Regions from separate parts of the Bombyx mori genome. Here region 1 is linked to region 2. A link is a contact called in public Hi-C data. All regions are on one chromosome and are shown on one strand. Each heading gives the region's core, a stretch centred on a gene start, on an enhancer-like site or on the middle of the called end of the contact. The rest is flanking DNA. Distances are from core to core; before and after follow the strand shown. Region 1 overlaps LOC100302603 (enhancer of split mbeta-2). Region 2 holds the start of E(spl)mbeta (enhancer of split mbeta).

The links. A called contact is a pair of places that touch in the nucleus more often than the background predicts.
Region 1: a contact with region 2 is called in a Hi-C map of whole pupa, with 1.9 times the contacts expected there. The contact joins the enhancer-like site here to the promoter of E(spl)mbeta in region 2. A contact is called at or near these places in 2 of 7 Hi-C or Micro-C datasets (middle silk gland and whole pupa).

Annotation. Positions count from the first base shown.
Region 1 is chr3:10,235,152-10,238,278 of ASM3026992v2, reverse strand. The region is part of intron 1 of LOC100302603 (enhancer of split mbeta-2); the gene reads right to left. It overlaps LOC134201507 (a long non-coding RNA gene), which reads left to right. Exons shown (of 4, transcript XR_009976843.1): 3 at 957-1,005; 4 at 1,793-3,127. Among protein-coding and RNA genes, the nearest start is that of LOC101741933, 12 kb to the right of the region's middle. Within about 2 kb of position 1,603, at least 6 of the 8 cell types and tissues checked have open chromatin away from gene starts, as enhancers often do.
Region 2 is chr3:10,072,013-10,074,967 of ASM3026992v2, reverse strand. E(spl)mbeta (enhancer of split mbeta) reads left to right here and starts at 1,539. Exons shown (of 1, transcript NM_001170995.1): 1 at 1,539-2,563. The coding sequence starts at 1,580. The coding sequence ends at 2,185. All of the region lies in intron 1 of LOC100302603 (enhancer of split mbeta-2), which reads right to left.

The DNA of each region.
Region 1 (3,127 bases), core at 354-2,853, 160 kb before region 2:
AAAATAACACATCCATTTACAATTACTAGTTTAATAAAACTATAAATAGATAAAATCGTACGGGACACCGCGTAAAGCGATACGAAATTACAGATAATTAATTAATTAGCTGACTCGTGTCGATCCTTTGAGTGGGCGAGCCTCGGCAGCGGGAACGCTCACCGTAATACCACCGTTAATAGTAACGGTTACCGTCATTTTATTTATTTAATGGCCGTTTATTTCAGTCCACAAGGCGAGCTGGTCGGACGACAGTAAACATTTTTCAATTCAAGCGCTTTTTATTTATTTATTTATCATAACGGATCGTACTTTTGTTTTATAAATATCACATTAACTTCATTGTTTTGTGTGTGTGTGCGCGCGTTTTTTTTTTTAAATTGATCTTCATTACTGCCTCGAGATCTTGAAATAAGCTGATGCAAGTTTTTTTTTTTTTTGGTGTGGCTATCTGATGCGAAAAAGTACCTCGGGCGTTTTTTTGTTTTTAGAACTATTAACCGTTTACAATAATTTAATGATTGTAAATTAAAACGTATCTAGATAATATTGTAACTTTATGATATGATATTATCTGGCGATATTTAAGATGAGATGTGGTAAATACAATTTTCGTTTTACAATTCAATAAATGTATCTACTATTAAAAATCTTAAAATAGAGTACTTAACCGGTATCTGTATCCTATCTGAAACCTCATGAAATACTAATTGTGGTTTAAAAAAAGAGGAGAAGGTGATGGGGGAGATGTGCTCCGAACTAAACGCTTCACTTTCCCCCCTTTGATTTTTCATTAGTTCTGTCTCATGCGAGGTTCAGACGTGGATCGTTGAGCGACAGGAGGTTTTTAGTCGGTTCGACTCTGTTATGCCCCGCCCGCCATCCCTAGTGGAGGGCGGAAGTCCGACAATTTCCTCCTGACCAAAAAAAAAGTATAAAAATCTCTTTCTGTTTAGAGTGAAGATGAGGATGGAGAGATGAAGAGGGAAGAAAGAAGAGGAAGAGGTATCCGTCCTCACCTCCATCTCAGCATGCCACTTGATGCTCAAACCTGCACATATAGGCCCATACCAGCAATTTCATCACTCCTGCCTCGATAGGCAGGGAGTTACATGCCCCCCCGGAGGCCCACTCCGCGCCCCCGCAAGGGGACGCAACGACCCCACGGAACTACCTTAACTACATAGTTCAAATGAAGCTAGTATAAGCTCTTTAGGTAGCAGGCAGTATGTAGGCAAAAAAAATCCAAATCACGAAAATTTAAGCAACCCAATCAGTGAAGCTGTTTTCAAAGTGTTGCTCCGTCATACAATTTAATGGCAATTGATATTAAGTTTTAGATTTACATAAAATACATTTCCACGACATTCCTATAAAATTGTATGGTTCGTTTCACCAAATTAACACTAATTAAAAGCAATTCACTAAACTTTCTGTGCATTTTATGAACTCAAAATCAATAACGACTTAAATGATTTAAAGTATTATTAATATAAAAACTTGTCAAATTATCGAATAATATGTGTCAATATTATAATAATAAATAGATCTAATATTCAATTACTATTCACGAATATTTCGGTAAGTTGAAATTAAATAGTGTAGGGTCGTGCCACACTGATTTGTACGCGTGACGATAATAATAAACACGCATGCATAATCTCGCATTTTCCTAGTTAAAAGTCGTAACAGACATACCTTGATTCGTTAAATGATATCTTAAATGTATGCAATAAAGTTGAATTTACACTGTCAGTCTAATAATTAACGACCGTTTTCTTTAATCTTATAGATCGTTTACGTCAGGGCACTCGAAGTTACCCGAGCGTGCCCGAAGACATCCGAACGCTTTCGTGGGAAAATACGGCAGGTGTTGCCGATCCGCAGCACTTCTTGCTGAGTAAACACTCGTATACAAAATTATAAGCGACTCGAACCGTCTGTGCAAATGGAAAACATATTTTGTGTGCTTAATGATACTGTTTACTTTTTTGGTGCGGCTCGGTTATCGGGCCAAGGAGTTTTTTTTTTTTTTTTGCGGGAAACGGGTTCGAATTTTAAATACTGAGTCACGATCTTGTGGCATTATTTGATTTGCGATTAAATTGAATGTCACGAAAACGTATGAGCATCTTTTTTATATATTTTTTTGTGTGTGTAAATTATTATAGTCGTTTTCTGATATGGAATATGAACGATTGTCTACGTTTAAGGCTATGTCAAGTTAATTAATCCCCCTAAATTGTAATACATATAATGACTTGCTCTGAGCACCGAATATTGAAACATAAGTTTGAAAAAAATATTCCTTGAACTTACAAAATGGTGTTAAATTGGCGTAATTAAGGTTAATATTTTTTCCAAGTTTCAGAATGATCGCTATGCCACTGTTAGTAAACAAAATATATTTATTAATTGTGTTATTTGGCATGTTTAAAGAAAACATCAAATTAAATATAATGCACAGCCGATTAAATAAGCGGAAAATTTGCTATTTTCGTAAAACACATTTCAACGGACATTTTAGGCGGGAACCTAAATTGTGATGTTATGTTGTTAGTGTTGTAATTTGTAAATTTTTATATTATTATATTCACGTTTATTATTCAAGCTTGGACATAGCATACTCATATTAATTGCTGATTTTAAACCACTAAATATTTGAAAAATTCAACGAGTGAAGAGAAACAGAACACGAATGCTGGACGTAGGTAGCTTCTCAGCACTTTTAAAAAAAATCTATTGTAGTTTCAAAAAATTCCCGCCAAGTTATTATTACTTAAATATTATTAGCAAAACTGAGAAAAACTATAACGGCAGATAACCAATGGCCGTAAATAAACAACAGCTTTTTTTTTATTTAACAGGTACTGCACAAAGTTTTTTTTATATAAATTAAACCATCATCTACAATCCAATGTGACTTGTAATCGATACAGCGAAATTATCGTCAATAATGGTATTATTACTTGAACACCCAATTATTTTGGTATAATCGAAATTGAACCTTACTGCTTCGAACGTAAATGCTGTCAGTGATATTTACGGACATAGTACTGCAATTACTTCCATAATTATACGACCAAGACGCGACCTTCAACCGCCTTATAACTGTTTGGAAATTCAT
Region 2 (2,955 bases), core at 290-2,789:
AGAGTAGGGCATAAGAAATTCATTCAATACTTTTTATATACCGACACTCGACAGAAGTTCTACGCCGGCCCGTGTGTGCGTTTGATTCACACAAGCAGAGTCTACCAAAAAAAAACATCTAATACCTAAACACCGTTGAAAGTTTACCGAATCATTTTCGTTATATTGATTTATTCAAAATAATTTATTTGAATTAAAAAAAGAACGAAAATAGAGCTATCTCGGTTTATGGCTTCCGGCTCCATCAGCAGACCATGCCACCGAAGTGAGTAGGTACCTACTTGTTAAGAGAATTTCAATGAAATACGATGGAGCGCATTTCTGGCTTAACACATAATTATACAAGTTTAATTTTTTTCAGACTTTTACATAAAGCGGTAAAGTAATATGTGCTCTAATAAACATTATATCAAAATGACATACAGCTAACAAATATTTGTTTGCCAACATTTTTGTCAAATCCATAAATATATATGTTTCATAAGTATAAATATTTTATAACCATGCTAAAATTTGATCATTGGTTTCTGGATCGACAAATGACGTTGTACGACATGACTAATGTGGTCACTTTGGTGGTCATATGCAAATAATAAAATGGAACGTTCGCGACTAAGCCAAACATAACTGATTTATTGAATACAATATAAGCTCAATCAGAAGGCCGTTGCAAAACTATTTGAACTATAAGTCATTAAGCAACGGCTCATTTAAGGCGCTGCGGCTGTTGTTGCCTGTCAATAATTATTACGGAGAGTAATCCGTGATTGATGAACGCCAACAGTAGCCAGATCGAAGTTTAATTGACGCGGGCCCATTGTAAAGCAGCTCTCTCTAAAGCCGACCGATCGATAATATTATGTTGCGACAGTACACAAATCCCCAGTATTAATTAGATATAACTTTAATTAAATGCACGCGTGATGTAATGAAACTTAACTCGATGGAGAAATGGTTGATTGATAAACGCATGTGGAACGATAAAATAAGTGGGCACTTACTTTCGACATAATTAGGAGTCGTTTCCCTTGGCCTTGCTTACAGACTGTGAAGTTATAAATTTATAAATTAAATTAATCGGTGATAAATTAATGGCGATTTAAAAACTGCTAAAGGCTACTAATATGTTTAACGAAGAATAGGAAATAAATTTCGAAAATGATAAACGAACACCGTTGTTAATAAAACCAGTTTTTCGTCAACAAAAGTACAGTAAGTACATCATTGCTTAAACAGCCACAGTTCTGTTTGAGGTCTAGACGTGGCTGGAATGATCTGAGCTACACTTAGATGACCGGTAGCAAGCGAATCTGTACGTCAATTAGGGAGGTGAGGCGTCGCGGCGTGCGCTCGCGGCGGCGATTGTTTACGAGGCGCACGCGCGGCGCGTGTCCCCCCGCGCCCCGGCGGCAGCTGCTCCGCACAGGTGGCGCGTGTGGGAACTCGACGGCTCTCAGCGTTCCCACGATCGTGCGCCCTCCACTCCCTATATAAGCCCCCGCTCGACCGCCATACTGCATTCCGCGTTCTACGCTCTTCGCAAACGTACGCTCTTACTCACGACACACATACATTCAACATGTCATACGAGATCGCGTATTCGGTCGCGGAAGACGGTCCGCAGCCAGTCTCGCGCACTTATCAATATCGCAAAGTGATGAAACCGATGCTTGAGCGCAAGAGGCGCGCTCGCATCAACCGCTGCCTCGACGAACTCAAGGAGCTGATGGTCAGCGCTCTACAATCTGAAGGAGAGAATGTAGCCAAATTGGAAAAAGCTGATATCTTGGAACTGACCGTTCGCCATCTTCACAAGCTGAGACGCCAGCGTCGCTTGTCACTCAACCCTACCGTGGATGTGGATCGCTTCAGAGCTGGATTTACTCACGCCGCCAACGAAGTTTCCCGCTGTCTGGCTTCAATTCCTGGTGTGGACGTGAGGTTGGGCACTCAACTAATGACCCACCTCGGGCACAGACTGAACGAAATGCAGCGAGCAGCCGCTGGCACTGAAACTCCACCAGCAAGCCCTCCCAGCCCTGCTCTCTCGACTGTTTCTTCATCGTCTGGTTACGTGAGCCCATCTCCTCCGGCGTCACCGATGCCTCTACAGACAGCAACTCCATTGGACTGCAGCATGAACACCTCACTGCCCAAAGCATCGGCTGTGTGGCGGCCCTGGTAGACTACGGTGCCGGATGGAGCCGGCGGACCCGGCTCCGCGGTCACATCTGTTCCAGCACCGCTCGGAGTCGCTCGCGCCCTTATGTCCGCCCACCCTTAAGTTTAGTGTTTCATGTGAAAATATAAATTAGATCTCACAGTCAGCGTAGGTTATAAATCTTAGCTCGTAAGTCCAAACTTGAAAGCTTTAATTAAAAATTTAGTATCTAAGTTAATTTGTGATATTAAAAGAGTAATAGGTAGATAATGTATAAGAAATGTTGTATGTTGTATCGAACCATGATAAGTTCGCATTGTTATATTTTATCGTTAAAAGATTTCACATTTATGTGAACAAAATACATAATAATACGTTAATAAAAATATTATCTTTTACCACATTTACTGCATTTCATTAAACTTCGTCCTCGTAACATCCTGCATTCAAATTATCATTAAACCAATATCATTTACTTATTTATATTTCGATTGAAGGTTTTTGTATAGATAGGTATACAAATTAGTATCGTTTTCGGAAATTTTCAATTGCAGAGCTATTGAAATTTAGACAGGACAATCTGTCGGGTCTAAATATAGCAGCAGGTCAACAATCAACTAAACAAACAAATCACGAGTCAAATCTCGCGAGATAAGCCGTGAAAGAGGTTAAGGGCGCCCGCGAACCTCTGACACTGAAGTCGGCGCCGCGCGTGTGAGTAACTTTCCTGTTTACATCTCGGAGCTATTGACTCGCGCTACTTACATGATATAATCTTTCCACAACTAGACGTA